Linked DNA regions of Mus musculus: regions 1 and 3 are each linked to region 2. A link is a contact called in public Hi-C data. All regions are on one chromosome and are shown on one strand. Each heading gives the region's core, a stretch centred on a gene start, on an enhancer-like site or on the middle of the called end of the contact. The rest is flanking DNA. Distances are from core to core; before and after follow the strand shown.

What was found. Hi-C and Micro-C count contacts between places; a contact is called where the count stands out from the background.
Region 1: a contact with region 2 is called in a Hi-C map of uterus, with 6 times the contacts expected there. The contact joins the promoter of Cox6b1 here to the promoter of Arhgef1 in region 2. A contact is called at or near these places in 1 of 39 promoter capture datasets (cranial neural crest) and 1 of 484 Hi-C or Micro-C datasets (uterus).
Region 3: a contact with region 2 is called in a Hi-C map of B cells, with 5 read pairs. The contact joins the promoter of Bloc1s3 here to the promoter of Arhgef1 in region 2. A contact is called at or near these places in 2 of 39 promoter capture datasets (cranial neural crest and maxillary cranial neural crest) and 1 of 484 Hi-C or Micro-C datasets (B cells).

What each region holds. Positions count from the first base shown.
Region 1 is chr7:30,624,563-30,627,782 of GRCm38.p6, forward strand. Cox6b1 (cytochrome c oxidase, subunit 6B1) reads right to left here and starts at 1,552. Exons shown (of 4, transcript NM_025628.3): 1 at 1,489-1,552; 2 at 1-51. The coding sequence starts at 43.
Region 2 is chr7:24,901,579-24,904,497 of GRCm38.p6, forward strand. It overlaps Arhgef1 (Rho guanine nucleotide exchange factor (GEF) 1), which reads left to right and starts at 1,408. Exons shown (of 30, transcript NM_001130151.1): 1 at 1,408-1,550. Cd79a (CD79A antigen (immunoglobulin-associated alpha)) reads left to right here. Exons shown (of 5, transcript NM_007655.4): 5 at 1-280.
Region 3 is chr7:19,506,647-19,509,854 of GRCm38.p6, forward strand. It overlaps Bloc1s3 (biogenesis of lysosomal organelles complex-1, subunit 3), which reads right to left and starts at 1,724. Exons shown (of 2, transcript NM_177692.4): 1 at 1,659-1,724; 2 at 1-964. The coding sequence starts at 955. The coding sequence ends at 368. Trappc6a (trafficking protein particle complex 6A) reads left to right here and starts at 2,024. Exons shown (of 6, transcript NM_025960.4): 1 at 2,024-2,186. The coding sequence starts at 2,103.

The DNA of each region.
Region 1 (3,220 bases), core at 302-2,801, 5.7 Mb after region 2:
CAGTTTTGTAGTTCTTGATTTTAGTCTTGATGTCTTCAGCCATCCTGACTCCTGGATGCAAACAGAGTGGGAATGTTGGCAACCATTCTGGAGGTGCTGGGTGTGGGGATGTCAGGCCAGAGCAGAATAACAGGCTGAATGTGAATAAACCATTATCTCCCCCTTCTTCACAAACACAGAAAGATGAAGGGCAGGGAAAACCCATATATCTGAGTACAGAAGCCACAGTAGGGTTGGACAGAGGTCTCCTTGGCAAAACCAATCTTCATCCTTAAATTCCAGTTAACGCTCACTGTGTGCACAGCACATACTATGTGTACTCTATACATACCTACCCCATGGCCACTCTAAAAGATATTGCTACCTCTGTTGTCTACACAAGGGACAGGGTGTCTAAATGACTTTCCAAGGTCACACAGCACCCAGTGATAATGCTTCATCCATCACCAGCAAAAACACTGCAAGGATTTTCTGGTGTCACCGGCTAGTTTTCTGGCGTCACACACTCATCTGAGGTCCAATGAACTCAAACTTTGCTCAGAATATGCCTAAATGCATTGTGGGATTGCCTAAGATGTGTCCCCCCCCACCCCGCTCCAAAAAAAAAAAAAAAAAAAAGCTCAAAGGACTTAACAAGTAAAGTACAACTGGAGGTAACCATGACTGAAGATTTGTGACTCTTGTAACTGGCATGTGTCAGGTATCTGTGATTTTGCCTGCTGACAATGGCCCAGGCTACCAAATCTATTGACGTTGCTGCCTCCATTCCTAATGGAAGTAAATACTGGAATTCGATTAGAACCCCACGCAAACCGCCCCCCCCCCAATCATTCAAATACTTTAGCTCCTTGAGTTTTATCGACTTCTCTCAGCTTTGATATGTCTGAAGAGATGACATAGTCAATATCAACAGACCTGAGAGAAACTGTCTCTAGAGCATCTGGGGGACCTTGACACCACAGAGGTGCCAGTGTCAACTGAAGTAGTCCAAACAAGTGGGGTATTTGGGCAGGTTCATTGAAGGAGGCAAGGTGGGCACGGGGGATTTAAAAGACTCAGTGTCGGAAGTAATTTTGGACAATATCTCGAGTTTTGAGAGTTGATCAAAGATGACGCTGAGGGGAAAGACACGAGTCAAGGCGACAGGCTTCGGCCTTGGAACGCGGGTGGCCACGCCTGTGAACTCGCAACTAAAAGCTCCACAGTCCAATTTACTGGGTCTAAATCCGAATTGCCTTATAGCCACGGGTAAGGCGCTTCACACTCCAGCCCCAACGCTATCAAAGGGGACTTGTAGGGCTGAAGGATGGAGTAATAGGGACTGCTTAGAAAGCGACCTAGCCATCATGAAGAAAGGCGGCTATAATGGTTAGCTCCAGGACACCGGACCCGTGGCCGCCGGAAGTTTCTGCTTGGCGTCAGGGAAGCCCCGGGGCGCTTCTCTGCAACGGACAAGGTTCCCCCAGGATCCCGACCCTTCACACTCACCTAAAGATTGTCCCGGAGTAGCGTTACTTCAATGTGACCCTTAGCAAAGACGCCAATGTCAGACGGGAAGCGGAATTCCGACTGGCCGGAAGCTGCGAGAGGAGGAGCCGAGCTGAGTCCTCCGGGCTGCTAGATTGGCCTCGGGAGGCGTGCCCAGAAACCGCTTTGGCCACGCCCACTTCCGAAGAAGCCCGACCTCCTATTGAGCTAAATTTCTGCTTATTATTGTTGCTGGGCCAATCGAGATTTTACTTTGCTCTTAAAAGGCACCTGACGTTCAATTATGGGTTATTATCACCTGCCTGTCCTTCCCAGAGGGAAAAGCATAAGACTGTCTTCAGAGTGGGAATGGAAAAGTGTCACAGATAATCTGTGTTTTGAAATAGGACTTCGCTGTATATCTCAGACTGGCCTCGAAATTTTGATCACAGATTACTAGGTGTTAGGATAACAAGCGTTTACCCCTGTGCCTTGATTCGAAAGTTATTTATATTTATTTATTTGGGTTTTCGGGATAGACAATCTTAGTTTGTGTTTTATTGCAGTGAAGAGACATCATGTCTACGGCAACTCTTTGTTTGTTTGTTTGTTTGTTTGTTTGTTTGTTTTTCGAGACAGGGTTTCTCTGTATAGCCCTGGCTGTCCTGGAACTCACTTTGTAGACCAGGCTGTCCTGGAACTCACTTTGTAGACTCAGAAATCCGCCTGCCTCTGCCTAACTAGTGCTGGAATTAAAGGCATGGGCCACCACGCCCGGTTTATGGCAACTCTTATAAAGGAAAACAATTAAGGGCTGGCTTACAGTTTCAAGTTTCGTCCATTATCATCATAATTGGAAGCAATGTGGTGAATTGCTCTGATCCTTGAGGGTTGCTGTTTCTGCTGCTTTTCTGCATAAACTGGAATCCAGAAGAAGTAGGCTCCAAAGGAAGTACTGGCAAAGCAAGTACCTGTCCCTTCTTCCATTGTCCTTATATAGGCCTCCAGCAGAAGATATGGCCCAGAATAAAAGTGTGCTTCAAGACCTGTAGGAGTCATTCCTCCTAGAGGTCTGGATCAAAAGCCTGTGTCTTCCAGCCTTAAGGTCCAGATTACAGGCATGTTGTCTTCCTGCCTCAAGTCCGGATTACAGGTGTTCCCTATGTTTCTGGATTATAGTTCATTCTATATATAGTCAAGTTGATAATTGAGAGTAGCCATCCACATAGGGGTTCTCTGTGTAGCCCTGGAAACTCATCTATCTATCTATGGGTGTCCTAGAACTCACTCTGTAGGCCAGGCTGGCCTCGAATTTTTATCTGCCTGCCTCTGCCTCCCCGAGTGCTGGGATTAAAGTGCTGACATGGGTTTAAGTTAATAGAAAGTTTTTATTAGGTCTCCAGTGATTACACTAGGTGTTTGGGATCTTGGTGTAGCACCAAGCCCTTTTTAGAGTGAATTTTTACACACAAAACCTGTATTCTGGATTGACATAATTCAGTTCATAAGATAGCTAGCTGGACAGTGGTGGTGCACGCCTTTAATGCCAGCATTTGGGAAGTAGAGGCAGGAGAATCTCTGAGTTTGAGGGCAGCCTGGTTTACAGAATGAGTTCCAGGACAGCTAGGGCTACACAGAGAAACCCTGTTTTAAAAAAGGGGTGGGGGGCTGGCGAGATAGCTCAGTGGGTAAGAGCACTGACTGCTCTTCCTAAGGTCCTGAGTTCAAATCCCAACAACCACATGGTGGCTCA
Region 2 (2,919 bases), core at 158-2,657:
TCTGACTCCAGCATCCCTGCCTCCCCACTCTTCCCCTGGAGTCCCCCCTTCCCAGTGCTTGCTCCAGCCACTCGAGTGGCCTACCCTTGCCTCCAGGCTGCCCCACCCTATTCTCCCACCTAATCTTGTCCTTCCCCAAGTCCAGCTCCCTCTCTAGTGGGTAATGAGCCCTTAATCGCTGCCTCTAGGGGAGCTGATTACAGCAGCCTCGTTAGTGTCACCCCCCCTCCTCCCAGATCTGTCATGGCCACTTAAGTGATAATAAATCCTTCCCAAAGCAGCCCTTGGCAGGAGTCATGGATCTCATGTAGACTGCTCCTCAACACTGCCAGGGAACCAGGAGCAGAAAACCCAAGTCCCCTCCCCCCTCAGACCCAGGATTCTAGGTTCAAGTTCTCACCTGACCACTTCTGAGATCTGGGACCAGACAGTTCTTGCTGTCTGTCTTCCCCAACCCCCTCCCCCCAAAATAACAGGAAGTCTCTTGGGGAAGTCCCCACCCCAATTGAAATGCTGGTTTATCTCCCTTATAGGGCCTCACCCTCCTCATGTCCCAAAGCAAGGGGGAACCAGCCCGGGTGTTACCAAATTTTTACCTATATTTAAACTCTGAGAACACAAGATATTATTTTCTGGAGTGGGGCCTAATTCCCTCATGGGTTCACTTGCATAAGGCAGATTTGGAGAGTTTCTGTCAAGAACCGGGGGGAGGGGGATGACAGAGAGAGCTAGAGTGGTGTGACAGTCATTGGGATGGGAAGAGCAGACTCAGGTTGTTAAAAGACAGGAGGCCAAGAGGAGACTCAGTGGGATCCCCAGAGACAAGGATGCAGAGATAAATAGCCAAAGGAAGAAGCAGACACAAACTGGCTGGCCTGATAATAACAGTTGAGGAAAGGACAAAGCCTGAAATCTCAGAGCATGAGAGAGACAGCCAACAGCAAGAAATGGGCCCAGCGTGATCAAGGCACAGAGGAGCTGCAGCAGGGAGAAGCAACAGAGGCCAGAAAGCAAGGAGTGCCTGGATGGGCCCCTGACCTTGTGGGCAGGAAGGCCTTCGAGCTTCGAAAAAGAGATCAGGGTGGTGGCGCGCACCTTTAGCTTTAATCTCTCTACTCCAGAAGCAGAGACACCTGAGTTCGAATCCAGCCCGCCTTACACAACAAGTTCGAGGCCAGCCAGGGCTACATAGGGAGCCCTTGTCGCAAACTAAGAGAAAGAGAGAGTAAGGGCCAGGGCAGGAGCTGGGCAACAGCAGGGAGGGCGGCGGAGGCGGACAAAGGCGAAGGGGAGCCGGGCGGGGCCGGGTGGGGACGCGCCCGCGGGGAAAGGAGGAGCCGCGCGGGCGGCGAGAAGGGGAAGGAAGCCGAGGTGCCGGGCGGGCACGGGGCGCGGGCAGGAAGCGGGGAGGGGCGGCGGGCGGGGGCTCCGGAAAAACGCCCCGACTTCCTGCCCGCCAGAGCCAGGAAGCCGGAGTCGGGACACCGGGCCCGGGATCCCCGAGCCCGACCTCGGGCGCCTCGCCGGTCACCTCCCCGCGCGGACACCAGGTACACTGTCCCTGGCCCCGCCCGGCCTCCTCCTCCAGCCGCCGCAGGGAGGAGCAGGGAGGGGACCGGGCGCGGAGGGCCTCCCAGGGTGCGCCCAGTGAACCTGCAGCCGCCTTTCTCTGGCCTCGGTTTTCTCATCTGTCAAAGAGAGCAAAGAGAAAACCCGGCGCGTTGGCGCCCGCCTGTCATCCCAGGAGTTGGGAAGCAGAGACAGGAGGATTGCCATGAGTTCGAGGTTAGCTTGGGCGACCTAGCATGAACCTGCCTCAAAAGAAAAAAAAAAAAAAAAACAAAACAAAACAGAGAGAGAGAGAGAGAGAGAGAGAGAGCACTTGTCGAGAGCACAAGTAGGTAGAGATCCAGGCTCCCAGCGAAGAACGATAACACTCATTTATCAGCAGGGAAACTGAGGCCCAGGGAGTCGGACTGCCTTGTCGTAGGGACAGAGCATCTGGGACTTGAACTCAAAGCTGTTTCCTGTAAAGAGCTGTCCCTGCGATCATGGATGCTTGATTAGAGCTCCCTAAAATAAACAAATATCTCTGCAGTACATTTTAAAGCCGAGACTTACAGAGCGTTAAACACGTCTCAGAAAGCTTTTTTCCTTACCCTCTCTGTGGTATTAATTATACTCTGGGAGATGGCTGTAGGGGAGAGAACCGGAAACATATCCTCATTGAACAGATGGGAAGACTGAGGCCTAAAGGGAAGTCATTGCATTTTGCAGGTTAGTCTATCAGAAGAAAATATATGCTCGAGCGCATGAGTGTTTTATGCTTTTGTTTGTGTGTGTGTGTGTGTGTGTGTGTGTGTGTGTGTGTCTATCTATGTGAGGGGGTTCTGTTTTTGTTTTGTTTTTTCTTTCCAATTACAGCGGGAGGAGTTGACAGTGGTGACAGAGGGTATACAAGCATTTGGAATTTAATAGGTCCGAGTTGGGGAGGTAGAGCTCATGTGAGGTCCCGATAGGTGCTTAGGACCTGAGCGACTTGAAGTTTCTCCGAGATTGAGCCCTAACCAGGCAATGGAACCATGCACCACTCCTGCTAAGGGGGCGGGGCCCAGGAGAGTGACAGGGGCAGTCGAAATACGGAAACAAGGGTCCTCCAAGGCAGACCAGAGCGGCCCTATCGGGCCAGCGTGGCGCCGTGTATTGCGATACCCGCCGGCAGGAGGAGTGGAGTTGCCGAGGCCGGAGAGCGGTAGGAGGCGGGCTAGAGCGGCCGGAGGGAGGAGTGGAGCTGGACGCAAAGGCGGCCTCTGGCTCGGCTAGAGCGACTCTGCGGCACGGGTGGGGGAACCTGGAGCTCGAGCGCGGAGGCTTCGGTTCCTGAGGCTGCAGTGGCTTGCTTCTCTTCCCATCCGACAG
Region 3 (3,208 bases), core at 474-2,973, 5.4 Mb before region 2:
GAGTGATCATCATTTAGGGATGTAAACTAGAGAGACACCACTACCCCCCAAAGCCTAAATTCAGAAAGGCTCAACAAAAGAAAGCAAACCTCTGGCTTTGCCCAAGAGTAAAGCTGAATTTAGGAAACAGGACCAGAATGGATAGGGGCTAAGCTACTTGATAGCCACAGAACCTGGGTTGGGGAGCCCGGAATTGTGCTAAGAATATCAAAGAAGATGCGAGGATTCGGCTTCTGTCGGCATTGATCAAATGCTACCACGCATTGGAGGCCTCGGTGATCCAGGAACAAAAACAGAGTCAGATGCCACAGGTGGTACGAATGTTCACCAAGAGGCAGAGTCAGGTGGGGGGACACAGAGTGACAGCCTAGGCTCTAGGTCCCGGGTCCTGCTCGGGCTCCATACCAGGGACCCCTCGTATGTCCGGCAGCAAGCGACAGCCAGCCACGATATCCAGGCGCTCGGCGAGCGCGCAGAGGTCCCCGCGCGCCAGGCGCACGCTGTGGGCGGCTGCCAGCCCGGTGGCCTGAGCAGCCGCCAGCCTCCCCGCCAGGGCGGCCACATCGCGACCCGCACGGCGGTACACGCCGCTCACCGCAGCCGCTACGTCGTGGTCCAGGCGCGTCTGGCTCTCAGCCAACCGGAGCTGCAGCAGCGAGCGCGCAGGCGCCATGGCAGGGGTCTCCTCCGTGCCCCAAGTCTCCGCCGGATCGCGCTGCACCACGAGCGGGGGCAGGTCGACCGGCACAACCGTGGGCTCGGGCTCAGGCTCCGAGTCGGTCTCCGCCGCCTCCCCGGCCACACGCAGCCCCGTGGGACGGCCGCGCGTAGGGCCCGAGGGACCCAGGTATAGTTCCTCCTCGGACGAGGATGCAGACAGCTCCGAGTCGGTCTCCGCAGCTTCCCCAGGTACCACTGTCCCCGGCCTTCTCCGCCGACCCTGGGATGACTCCATGGCACGGAGCTGGAGAAGAGGAATTGAGCGGACGTGAGGTCCCGAGTCCCAGCCCCTTCACCGCCATCCCCAGCGAGTCCTGACTTGGGCCTCAGTTTCCTCGTGTACACATGGGTTGGAATTGTGCACCTCTGTATCATTTGTGTGCACACCGGGGACATCAAGGACCGTCCAGGCAAAGCCTTAGAACTAGGTCACACGAGATGGCTCAGCTGGGAAAAGGCACTTGCAATCAAACCTGACGCCAAGAGTTCGAACCCAGGGACCCACATGGTGGAAGAAGCGAACTGAGGCCCGTACAGTTGTCCTCTGAGCTCTACACGCGTGCTAGAGACGCACGCGTATATATACATTAACTAATATAAAATAATAATAATGACTTTAATTCCCAGCACCGGAGGAGAGGCAGGAAGATCTCTGTGAGTTCGAGATCAGCCTGATCCTCAATAGTGCCAGGCCATCCAACATTACATACATAGTGAGAACTTGTCTCAAAATAATACTGACAATAATAAAGTAAGTTTTAAAAGCTTTGTAACCAAGAGTTCCCAGAGTCCCACCAGCACAGGCCACACCCTCCACTGTCCTCCTGGCCAGCGAGCACTTGGCCGCAATAGGCACCAGGGCAAACAGAAAGGACAGCCGCCCGAGGGGACCCTTAACAAGAGCCACCGACACCAGAGTCCCGGAAGGAAGGCCATACCGGGTCTCCGAGGCTCCGAGCCCAAGGGGTCCGCTGCCTGGCGGAAGTGAGCCGGTCTCTCGCAGCGTCACGTGAGCCGAGTTATGGCCAATAGGAAAGCGGTTAGACAAGTCGCTTCCGTAGTGTGGGTTTATTTATTTATTTGCTTATGTATTTAGGAAAATTCCGTTTGACGCGTAAATTTATTTTTTTTAATCTTGGACCCTCACAGGAATCAGAGACTCAGCCAATTGGATGTCCGAAGACTCGGGAGCAGGGAGGGAAGCGAAGAAAGGGCGGAAGATGTTAACAGCGCGGCCAAGGAAGGGGCTCGGTGGACCCGCCTCCTGGCTTTCAAGAAGCAGGCGGAGCTAAATAGGATCACCAATCAGATCGGGCCTACCTCCCGAGCTGACCAATGGGAGCCGGAAGCGTTGGCCAGGCGTGAGGGTCGCGAGGCGGCGTATGGCGGACGCGGTGCTATTCGAGTTTCTGCACACCGAGATGGTGGCGGAGCTGTGGGCCCCGGACCCGGACCCAGGCTCGGGGGTGAGCGGCACGCCGTGGCCTCGGGGTGGAGAAGTGGGGTGTGATCGAGCCTTATGGCAGGTCATTGCTGAGGCGGAGCGAGATGACTTGGGTCAAGGCGCTCAGTTCTAGGCCTCGTCCTGGGGCGCCGTTGATAATTAGGGTAATTGGCTGTTATTGGGCTCAGATGAGGGCTCGCCTCACCACCCACTTAGTATGCAACTCAACATCTTTAATCTTCCTATCCTTCCGTTTCCTCCTTAGAAAATGCACCCTCAACCATACCCGGTCTCATCTGTCCCCTCTGCCTGTGTGCTGGATAAAGTGCGTGCTGATCGCGCTACACCCCAGCACACAGTGAGTTTTTTAGTATGGATTTGCCCCTGTAATGAGTAAAGACCCCACCCGGTAATGTGGAAGGTGGCGCTGGGATCACTGAAATATTGTAATCAATAATAGTTACCACCACTTATGTGTTCCTTTGTGCCTTCCTGTGTGTCATACTCCCATCCACCTCCCATTGTCTTCCTTCTCATCCTAGGGAGGTCATGAAGAAGCTGCTTTGTGCAGAGGCACATGCTCTGGGAAGGAGGGAGCCTGCTTCCTCTCTGCTCTGTGTCACCTTGACTCTAATAAAGAGATTAAAATAGCTTTCTGTGAGCCTGCACAGATATGAGCTTGCCCAGGGCTCTCCTCGTAGCTCCTAACTGCTGCCACCGACTGTGTCCGTACTGGGGGCCCTACAGCTGAGGTAATAGAGTTAGTGGGAGTGTGGCCCGATCATCAGGTCTCAGGAGCCTCCCTGATTTTTTGGGAGGGTGGGGGTGGGGGGGTTCGAAACAGGGTTTCTCTGTGTAGCCCTGGCTGTCCTGGAACTCACTCTGTAGACCAGGCTAGCCTCAACTCAGAAATTCACCTGCCTCTGCCTCCCAAGTGCTGGGATTAAAGGCGTGTGCCACCACGCCCGGCTGCCTCCCTGATTTTATAGGCTACATGGCAGTTTGAACTTCCATGACTGTGTGGGAGTTCAAGACCTGCTGCAG